Regions from separate parts of the Mus musculus genome. Here all the other regions are linked to region 2. A link is a contact called in public Hi-C and promoter capture Hi-C data. All regions are on one chromosome and are shown on one strand. Each heading gives the region's core, a stretch centred on a gene start, on an enhancer-like site or on the middle of the called end of the contact. The rest is flanking DNA. Distances are from core to core; before and after follow the strand shown.

The links. Promoter capture Hi-C pulls out the DNA fragments that hold promoters and counts their contacts. Hi-C and Micro-C count contacts between places; a contact is called where the count stands out from the background.
Region 1: a contact with region 2 is called in a promoter capture Hi-C map of pre-B cells, with 2.6 times the contacts expected there. The contact joins the promoter of Pik3r3 here to the promoter of Foxd2 in region 2. A contact is called at or near these places in 2 of 39 promoter capture datasets (pre-B cells and second pharyngeal arch cranial neural crest).
Region 3: a contact with region 2 is called in a Hi-C map of embryonic stem cells, with 4 times the contacts expected there. The contact joins the enhancer-like site here to the promoter of Foxd2 in region 2. A contact is called at or near these places in 10 of 39 promoter capture datasets (cranial neural crest, embryonic stem cells, epiblast stem cells and 5 more), 1 of 15 datasets of contacts at CTCF or cohesin (stem cell-derived epiblast-like cells), 17 of 484 Hi-C or Micro-C datasets (B cells, embryonic cerebral cortex, embryonic stem cells and 4 more) and 5 of 115 datasets of contacts at active chromatin or transcription factors (embryonic hindbrain and embryonic stem cells).

The regions. Positions count from the first base shown.
Region 1 is chr4:116,220,043-116,223,539 of GRCm38.p6, reverse strand. Pik3r3 (phosphoinositide-3-kinase regulatory subunit 3) reads right to left here and starts at 1,932. Exons shown (of 10, transcript NM_181585.6): 1 at 1,127-1,932. The coding sequence starts at 1,232.
Region 2 is chr4:114,907,428-114,910,848 of GRCm38.p6, reverse strand. Foxd2 (forkhead box D2) reads left to right here and starts at 1,951. Exons shown (of 1, transcript NM_008593.3): 1 at 1,951-3,421. The coding sequence starts at 2,028. Foxd2os (forkhead box D2, opposite strand) reads right to left here and starts at 1,592. Exons shown (of 4, transcript NR_030721.2): 1 at 1,191-1,592.
Region 3 is chr4:115,953,166-115,956,509 of GRCm38.p6, reverse strand. No RefSeq gene overlaps it. Among named protein-coding and RNA genes, the nearest start is that of Dmbx1, 15 kb to the right of the region's middle. Within about 2 kb of position 1,634, at least 6 of the 459 cell types and tissues checked have an H3K27ac peak or open chromatin away from gene starts, as enhancers often do. A contact at or near this core is called in embryonic stem cells and epiblasts, where this site is marked.

The sequences.
Region 1 (3,497 bases), core at 683-3,182, 1.3 Mb before region 2:
TCAAATGTTTCCAAAAATATATAGTCTTATAAAAAGCAAGGTTCTCTAATGAGAAACACTTTATTCTGTAGGTTAACTATAACACAGTTTAAAAGGCAACCAATTTATCCTCAATTAAAAACAAAGAATCACAAAGGCCCTCTGCTTATTTAAAATCATTACATAAAGCACCATCTATAAATGCAAAGAGGGTTTGAATATCTGACAGCTATAATAACCATAAAATGAGGCACACTTTAAAGAACAAAAAAACTTTGTTTTGTTTTGTTTTCTCCTTCACTGTGAGAAACACAAAATAACTCTAGTGGCCTCAAAGTCCTCAAATAAAAATATATTTATATGTACAATTCACATGTACATATATAGAAACCTATCACAGATATGTATATATCCCATTCACGGGAAAGAGAAAGATTCTTTATTTTTAAGAGTCGAAATTATATCAATTCTACCCCCCAAATTAAGTTAAATCACCATAAATTAATTAACGAGTAGTAAAATACTACATGCAGACCTAAGAAACTATATGCATAGGAGAAAAAAAGCCTCAGACTAAGGCCATGAATGAATAAGAACGCACAATCCCTGAAAATCACTAACCGGCATTTGGTTTCTATGAGAGAAGCACGGAGTCTCAAAATGAATAATCACAAAGGCAACTCAGTTTCTAAAGTTAACCAAGGTAAAATAACAACGAACCATAGCAGATAACTGCACTAAAGTATAAGCTTTAAGGAATCGCCACAAAGGGAAATTCTTCAAGCATGGATTATAATACATCCCTTGCCAGCAGAAATCTTGATTAAAAAAAAAAAAAAAAGTGGAGGGCCGTCAAAACCCTGAATGACATGCAAAGGCCAAACCAAAACGGGTCTTTCCTCCCACTCCAGTCCCCCCGCCCCCACCCCCTCAGGACAATGGGATCAGGGTCCTAACTGCAAACTTTAAAGGTGTAAGCCAGAGCAGTTTTACTGCAGCTATAACTGCAATCTACCCCTCATCCCGAACCTGGCGCACCCAAGAATACTTCTGGCCTGAAAACGTCACCGGGGTTTTGTTAAGCACAAATCAGACCCATCCAAAAATTTTAAAAAATAATAAAAATAACAAGTTTGCTCTCAAATACCTGGAGGATCCATTTCAATATAAAATATCAGTTCTGTCGAATAGGGCATCATCACCTCCCTCCAGTCTGCGTCATCGCGGTCCATACTCCACACCGTATTGTACATCGCGCTGTCAGGGGCAGGTCGTCGGGAAATATATAAAAAGCATATATATCTTTTATCTGATATTTAAAATCTAAATATATATTTGCAAAAGTTCCACACGGAAATGTACTTGGGGGTTTCCAACGGCCAGTACAAGTCCAGCCAAACTACTAGGATGAGGACAAGGTCCTCCTCTTCTCTCCTCCTAAAGCACCCAACAAAATACCCCGAACTTTCAAGCTACGGGGTTTTTACCTCAGAGGGTTACAGGGAAGCTCGGAAAGCAAAGAGCAGTGGTGTTAAAAAGCAGCTTCCCGAAAATCCTTCCTACACAATCGCTCTCCAAAGGGAAAAGCTCCCACCGCCTCCTAATCTTTCAGCGGAAGCCACTTTTGTGTCCTTCGGAGAAGAGAGAATGGAGAGGAAGGGGGAAAAAAGAACGCGTTGGGAGAAAGCTGGGGAAGTGACAAAGGCTTGAAAAGGGGGTTTGCGTTCAAGTTTCGGGGTCCCACTGGTCTGCGGAGAGCGATTCCCTCTGGGATTGGGACTCGGGCTCTATTCGCGTCAGGCTGGGAACCCAAGCTTCCGCAGCTTCGGGATGGCGACCCCTTGGAGAGTCCAGTCAGCTCGACTGTGCCCGAGTAGTAAAGGTAACCACGACAGCGCCGGCTCCCCTCACGCTCTGCCCTGGCTCCAACCACTAGAGTTTCATTTTAACTGCGCTGAGGGGACCTCCTCCCCCGCCCTCCCCCCTTGCCACCCCCGCTGAGGCGCCAACCAACCGGGCAGGACAGGAGGAAGAGCCGGTAGCTCGACTGTCCTTTCCACTCCTTTGCACCTTAACTGCAAAGATTGTCAAGTGCCTAAGAAATGAAGACTGCCACCACCCTCCGCTTCGACTTTTAACTCTCCCCGTCAGCCTGCGAGACTCGACACTTTAATCAGACTTTGCCATTACCCCCTAGCCTCGCTCAGAATGGTACAGTCCGGGCGCTGGCCGCTCGCCAGGAGTCGGAGCCGGGCGCACGCGAGCTCCTCCAAGAGTGGGGGGCGGATGGTGATTGGCTGAGCCCGGTTGCCGGAGCCCGAGCCTGCGTCTTTTGTCTGCCCTGCTCCAGCTGAGGAGCGGAGACGGCTGCGCGCCCCAAGCGAGCCAATCAGGAGATAGCCGGCGCCGGCCGGTAAGGCGGCGATTGGTCGGACCTCAGTTACTAAGCGGGACAAAGGCAGAGGGGAAAAGAAAAGAGGAGGAAGAAGAGGGGGTGTGGAGAAAGAAAGAAGGCGCAAACGGCGGTTACTGACAGGCTGGGCGAGCGCTCGGGGGCTCAAGCTGCCCGGAGACTGGCGGGGCTTCCCGCTGTGGCTCGGTCCTCCCGGACGAGTGACGAGGGGGAGAACGGGCTGGCGCGAGACTCTTCTGCCTGGAGACTAGCTGCGGGGGGAGGGGAGCGGCGGCAGCGGGGCGTGCTGTCACTTGGCGGGGCGCACACTCTTCTGCTCCATTGGAAGTCTCTGGGCAGAGTTCCTCCTCACAAACCTCTTCACCTTGCTGCGTTCGCCCTCCCCTACCCCGGTGTTAAATCATCAGATACAGCAAAGGTCGCCAAGCCCACTTGCAGGACTCTCTGTCCAGACAAGATCCCCATCGTCCCCCACCCCACCCCCCCCACACACACACTCCCTGAGGGTACCTGAACCTTGAATGTTCCTTGGGGAGTCATCCCCCCCCCCCCCCGCTACTCCGCTTCACACTGAAGGACTTTAGAACCCATAGTTACGCTCAAGCAAAGAGTGAGGCATCTCATCGAGCCCTCCAGTTCTAGTACTCAAATCAGAAAATAAAGAAATAAGAATTAAATAGATTTTTTAAATTACAGTGTCTGTGTGTTTTCTGTGGTAAGTCACAGGTGTTGCATTCCCCTACCAAAAAGGCGCTTTTCTGTTTCCCACTTCCTAACACACAGGTCCCTCCTTCCAAGCTTAAAGTTCTGAGACTTGCTTCAGAAAAAATGCTGAACATTTTCATGCATTTCAGAAACAGCTAATTAACTTGCTGGGGAACCCTGAATAGCTAACCTGTGCCTAGAATTGCCATCCTGCCATACAATACAGTCTGAGGAGGCCAAAACGGCTGTTTCCTCTTTACACTGGAGTAACAAAGCCCATTGTGTTTGAGTTGACAACCTGATTTAAGCTTGAGCAAAACCTATCCTCAGTAGCTCTGTGTATTGACTGGCCTCTAGAAGGGTCTCCACTTTTAATCCTCTACCTCCTAAAGGGTTCTGC
Region 2 (3,421 bases), core at 702-3,201:
CATGCGCGCACACACACACACACACACACATTTCAGCACATGGTTTAGAGATGTTACTGTAGATGGTACTACAAGGTGGGAGACCACATTTTCCCTGACCACCTTCCCTCCCAGAGAATAGGGCACCCAGAGTCTACGCAATCAGTGGCCTTCGATGGCTACCTTTACATATTGGTCACACGGTAAATTCATCTTACTTTATTTACTTACTTGATTCTGAGTCAGGGTCTCATCTGAAGCTCAGGCTGGCCTAGAACTTGAAGCAAACCTCCCGCCTCAGCATTCTGAATGCTGAAGTTACTTAAGCAAGGGCTAACCATCGTGTCAGGCTTGAGGTAGGTGTTTTAAATTTTATTTTAGAGGAAGAGTCAGGCAAAAAGATTAAAATTAGCCAGGTGAGACAGCTGGAAACTGGTGAAACCAAAATTGGGATCCCAGCAGTTTAAGTCCCCCGGTCCTGCTCTTAATCCTGCGGTGCACACCAGGAAAGTAGGGCCCTGAAAGGAAGTTACCTAAGGAGGGTCACAGAGCGCTGGGAGTGCACAGCAGGTATTGAGGCCCCCTATGCTGGAGCCTTGGCCACTGTGAGGCGCTGTTGAGGCAACAGCCAGCCTCTGTCCAGTTCTTACCTTCTCCCAATCCCTTCCAGCCCCAAGAGGTTGAAATGGGCTCAGTATAAACCTGAGCAACTTGTTTCTGGGTCCTAGAGGAAGAGTAGGGAAGAGGGATAAAGATGGGCAAAAGAATCTGGCTAGCAGAAAAAGCATACTGGACCAACCTTCTGTGGAGAAAGTCCCCAGATAAAAGGGCAACACTGGCCCAGGGATGAGGTTAAGTTTCTTCGGGGGGACATCTCCGTGAGAGTTCTGTTGTAAGAGTCTCTAAATCCGGAAATTAAGAGCGGGATTGTTAGACTTAGGAACAAACATCCAGGAAAACTCAGTTTCCGCAGGATATGCACGGGGGTCAAGAGAGACAATTATAAAGATTGAGATGCTGAGACAAAAAAAAAAAAAAAAAAAAAAAAATCAATCCTGCAAACCCAAGCTAAGGACCTGTGGGTGTGCGGAGAATGCGGCGAATGCGGAGACGAATCACTAAGAGGAGTGAGAGCAGACGGTCTTCCTGGGGACAGTGGCAGGGCCAGGGCCTTGGAGGGGAAAGAGAGGACCACCGCAGACATTTCTCACCTATCTGAGTAGGATCTTCCGGCGCCCGAGTTTGTTCCTCTGGATCACTCTCTTCACTTGTCCTCCAGAACTCCCTTAGCCTCCAGTAGGTCCTTGTCCGCGGCGTCGGTCTGGCCATCTCGGCTCACTGGCGATCCATCCGCGCTTCGGCCCGGGTGGCCCGGGCGCCGCCTTGGGGAGATGAGGAGAGGAGGTTTGTAGCCACTGCCACCACCAGATGCAGCTGCGCCGGCATAAGCTTTGACTTCCAGTAACTGAGCGCACTGAAGGTGGTGGTGGCTCCAGGGAGCCACGGGGTTGCGGGAGCTGCGAGGAGAAGGATGACCCGCCTCCAGCCAAGCGAGCCTAGCTCCCGCCACCGCGGCAGTTTGTTCCCGCCGGGCCCGGGAGCAGAGGACCTCTGCCCGCCCCCTTCCTTCCCCGCCCCACCCTGCCCAGAGAGCTCCGCCCCGGGCCCACAGTTCTTCCGCCTTAGGCTGCCACCAGGCGGGAGGGACTAATCTCCTGAAGCCCCACTTATGTGTCTAGGGGCCCAGAAGCCCAGATTCGACCGAGTAACGGGCTGCTTTACTGCTCTTCTCCAGTGCCTGGTTTTCTAGTCCCGGGGCAGCACCGGTTGGGTGCGCCCTGCAGGGTGAAAGTCCTAGAGTTTCAACACCAGGGGGCGCTGAGGAGCTAGGGGACATCCCCTCCCTGTCCTCCGCCCCCTCCCCGCCCGCGCGCAAAACACACTGGTCGGAGAGGCAGCACGGCGGAGCCGGAGCCGCGGGCCGAGCGGAGCCGGAGAGCGGCGGCGGAGGAGGCGGCGGAGGAGGCGGCGGCGGCGGCGGCGGCACCATGACCCTGGGCAGCTGCTGCTGCGAGATCATGTCCTCCGAGAGCTCCCCGGCCGCGCTGTCTGAGCCCGACGCAGACATAGACGTGGTGGGCGGCGGCAGCGGTGGGGGGGAGCTCACAGCCCGCTCCGGGCCCCGCGCCCCTCGGGACGTGCTCCCTCACGGCCACGAGCCTCCCCCGGAGGAAGCCGAGGCGGACGTGGCTGAGGACGAGGAAGAGTCGGGAGGTTGCTCTGACTGCGAGCCCCGCGCTCTAGCGCCCCGGGGGGCGGCGGCCGCAGCGGGAAGCCCGGGGCCCGGCGTGCAGGCAGCCCGAGGCGCAACGGGGCCGGGGCCGGGACCCGGGCCGCCGTCGGGGGGCGCGGCGACACGGAGCCCTCTGGTGAAACCACCTTATTCGTACATCGCCCTCATCACCATGGCCATCCTGCAGAGCCCCAAGAAGCGCCTGACGCTGAGCGAGATCTGCGAGTTCATCAGCGGCCGCTTCCCCTACTACCGGGAGAAGTTCCCTGCCTGGCAGAATAGCATCCGCCACAACCTCTCCCTCAACGACTGCTTCGTTAAGATCCCCCGCGAGCCGGGCAACCCGGGCAAGGGCAACTACTGGACGCTCGACCCGGAGTCGGCCGACATGTTCGACAACGGCAGTTTCCTGCGGCGCCGCAAGCGCTTCAAGCGGCAGCCTCTGCCGCCACCGCATCCACACCCGCATCCTCACCCGGAGCTGCTGTTGCGTGGCGGGGCTGCCGCGGCCGGGGACCCTGGCGCCTTCCTCTCGAGCTTCGCCGCTTACGGCGCTTACGGCTACGGCTACGGGCTGGCGCTCCCGGCCTACGGTGCACCTCCACCGGGCCCGGCCCCACACCCGCATCCGCACCCGCACGCCTTCGCCTTCGCCGCCACCGCGCCTTGCCAGCTGTCAGTTCCCCCGGGCCGCGCCGCGGCGCCTCCTCCCGGACCTCCGACGGCCTCGGTCTTCGCAAGCGCGGCCTCGGCGCCGGCCCCTGCGCCTGCCCCGGGATCTGGCCCGAGCCCCGCAGGGCTGCCTGCCTTCCTAGGCGCAGAGCTGGGTTGCGCCAAGGCTTTCTACCCCGCGTCCTTGAGTCCCCCCGCAGCTGGCACAGCGGCTAGCCTGTCCACTGCACTCCTGCGTCAGGGCCTCAAGACGGACGCCGGCGGTGGTGCGGGTGGCGGGGGCGCGGGGACAGGCCAGAGGCCTTCCTTTTCTATAGACCACATCATGGGCCACGGTGGTGGCGGGGCCGCACCCCCGGGCAGCGGCGACGGTTCTCCGGGATCGCCATTCGCCGCAGCCGCAGGTCCTGGGGGTCAAGCCCAAGTCTTGGCCATGCTGACTGCCCCGGCCCTGACTCCGGTGGCTGGCCACATCCG
Region 3 (3,344 bases), core at 385-2,884, 1.0 Mb before region 2:
GGAAGGAAGAAAGAAAGAGAAAAAGAAAAAAGAAAAAAAAACAAACAAACAACAGCACAGAAAAGAAAGCTTGGGCACCATGTGCCCTGCAGTGCTCTAAGCGGCTCACAGGTGGTGACTTGTTTAATTACTAAGCCCCTTACAGTGACTTGTTTAATTACTAAGCCCCTTACAGTAGCTAATACCATATCCATGCTAAAGGTGATGATGCTACAGGCTCAGAAGATAATACAGCTAGGAACCATAGGAACTCTCAGGGCTAAGATCTTCATCAGACATCAGATGGTGATGATAGTGATGATAGAACTGGCTGGCTGGGTAGAGCAATGGTGAGCACTGTGTACAAGCAGAAACAGGGTTGGGTTGCAGGGATTAGGGATGCCCATGAGGGTGGCTTGGGTGGCGGTCGGTGGCATTAAAGGAGGAGGTGAAGGTGATGGTGGTATGCAAGGCATAAGAACAACATTCACTGTCACCTATAATCCCAGCACCTGGGAGGCTGAGCCAGGAGTATTTTGAGTTTGAGGCCAGGTTGGGTTGCCTAGTGAAACTCTGGGGAAAGAAAAGAAAAGAAAGGAAAGGAAAGAAAAGAAAGGAAAGGAAAGGAAAGGAAAGGAAAGGAAAGGAAAGGAAAGGAAAGGAAAGGAAAAGGAAAGGAAAAGAAAAGAAAAGAAAAGAAATGAAAAAAAAGAAAAAAACCCAAAACCCTGAAAAACACGTAGTGGCTGAGCTCAGCTTTTTGGTTGGAGGATCACACTCTTCCAGGTTTTTTAGGCCTCTGGGAGGACTGATTTTCAGTAAGACTGAAGTCAAGGAGGGAGCAAAAATATCTTGTTCTATTGATCAACTAGGATCTTTGGGTCCCGGGTAGTGAAAAGGACAGAGGGAGGCAGACAGTGCTGCAGGGGCAGCTGGAGCTTGCCTTGCCCGGTTTCTTCCTGCTTCTCCTGGCCTTTGTCACTCTCTAAGCCCAGTATGTCTGCTCCTAAGAGTGGTCCCCACTAACGGTGCAGACAATGCCATAGGTAAGCCACCCATCCCATTATGGAACTCTGCTGGCCTTGTCTGCCCAGCGCAGGCCTGCCTGCTTCTTTCTGGCTGCTGCACTGAGCAGCAGTCTTAATAGAGAATCCGCCTCTGCGCTGCGGCTCCCCGCCCGCCCGCCCATCCCTATTATCGGCACCATCAACGGCGGCAAATGACACTCTCGGAATCTTGACTCCAATCTGATGCCTGGTCCCCGGGGCCGAGGAGAGGCGCAGGCCAGCTAGGCTGGGGGGCTGGGGAGGGGGTGTGCAGTAATAGGATGTGGCCGAGGATAGTCTATTAGCATTGCTGGAAATGTTGATGAGCCCCCTTTCTGGCCCCTTGTCGTCCCATCCTCGCTCAGCCAGACACTGAGGAGGCCTTGGTGGGGGTGGGGGGAATAGTTTGTGGGGCTGGGGCTGGGGTCCAGATATCAAGCTCCCTTGGGGACCATAGACCTTAGAGGAAGGTCAAGAAAATAGTTTATTTAGCCTTTTAGCCTTCTGACCACTGATCTGGGAGGAAGAGGGAGTGGGGTCCTTTCTAGCAGGGAGCACGTGATTTTTCCATTTCCAAAACAATGGGTCCTGGGGCTTCAGGTCTGGAAGGAGCCCCAAGGAGCAGTCCTCCCACCCACTCTCCCTTTTCCGGCCTCTTGAAAGTAAGCTGTTCAGTTCCTCCCTGGGATGCTTGCTAAGTGTTTCCTCTTTGGGAGTTCTGATTGGCTTTTCTCAGTATCAGCATCCTGAGATGCCTAGAGGTCACCTACCCACAAGACAGCTTCCCTGGGTTTGGAGAGGAAGTTAGGTCTCAAGCCTGTTTTCCTGGGCTACCTCAGTTCCTCATGGCTGCAGATCTGTTGGCCTGTGTGTAATGTGTTTATGGAAGGGTAGTAAAAGGCTGAGCCCAACCACAAGGTACAGAAGAGGCAGGGGAGATAGTGGGTAGAACCCCGGATGCATGAATGCAGAATAGTCGGATTCTAACCCAGTCCAGTTGCTTTGAGACCCTAGGAGAGCTACACACTGTCATCCTAAGTGCTTCTCCTTGCCCTGCCCTCTCTTCAACTGTCCTTTTTAGGATGATGAGCTAGGAGAGGTGGCACACACCCATATCCCAGTACCTGGGTTAGAACCACCAGGAGTTCAAGGTCATTATCAGCTACATAGTGAGTTCAAGGCCAGCCCAGGCTCCATGAGCCCTTGTCAAACAAACAAACAAACAAGCAAACAAACAAACAAAACTGGACCCCAAATTTGAAGAGAAAACGAAGCCCCTCAGGAGACTGAGGAGTTCTAATAGCTCATTGCTTTGGGAAGCCATGCATTTGGGGCTCGATGATATACAATAGAGTCAAGTTAACACCTCTCTTCTGTCCATGAAAACAGCTTGAAGGGGATGGGAGAAAATGAAGCAAAATGTAGAATGTGGTGTTGGGCCTGGCTCTATGGGACAGGCAAATGGGTGAGAGGGTAGAAGGCCTATCCTGTCTGGCTCTGTCCTATCCTGAAGGGTGTCTGACAAGTTGGAAGCCAGAGCACCTAGGCCAGCAAGACTGAACTTCTTAAAGCCCAGCTTTGCCAGAAGAAGAAGAGGTTGGACTAGCTGATCCAGGAAGGGGAAGAAAGAGCCATAGCCAGCTCTCCCCTCCCCCAAGCCTGGGCTTCTAAGCATCACGCCGAACTCAATCTGTTCTGCCCACTGCTTCCACCATGCCCCAGAGTCCAGAGGCCACAGACGGTCAAGCTGTTTGCCTCTGCTGAGTGGCTGCCCTCGGTGCCCCCAGCAGGGGCCTGGCCATCAGTCACAGGGCTGGCAGTCCTCAGGGCTGGACATAGAGCCTTATGGGCAGGGATAGATGTAGACTGTGGGTAGAAGGCAGCAGGGGGCACGGTCTCCTGGGCCCCCTTGGTGGCCTCTGTTCCCTTTGCAGCCCCCCTGCCCCTGCTTCTTTCTTCCTCTCTTCACTTGTGCCCGCCCATCTTGCCTTTCCCCACCTCCCAGCACCTGCCAGCCTCACCTGTCTGGTTCAGCACGCTCTTCTCTCTGTGTCCCTTCTTCCTTCTTTCATTAGACTCTCTTCTCTTTGCTTCCAATTCCACAGTCTATGGGTCACATTGACCCAGGTTTAGTGTTTGCTTGTCTTGAGACATGGTTTATTTATGTAGTCCTGGCTGTCCTGGAGCTTGATATGTAGACCAGAATGCCCTTTGAACTCACAGAGATCCACCTGCCTCTGGATCCCAAGTGCTGGGATTAAAGCTGTACGCCACCTTGCCTTGTCGTCCACTCTTGCTTTTAGTTTGTGAGGCCTCTAT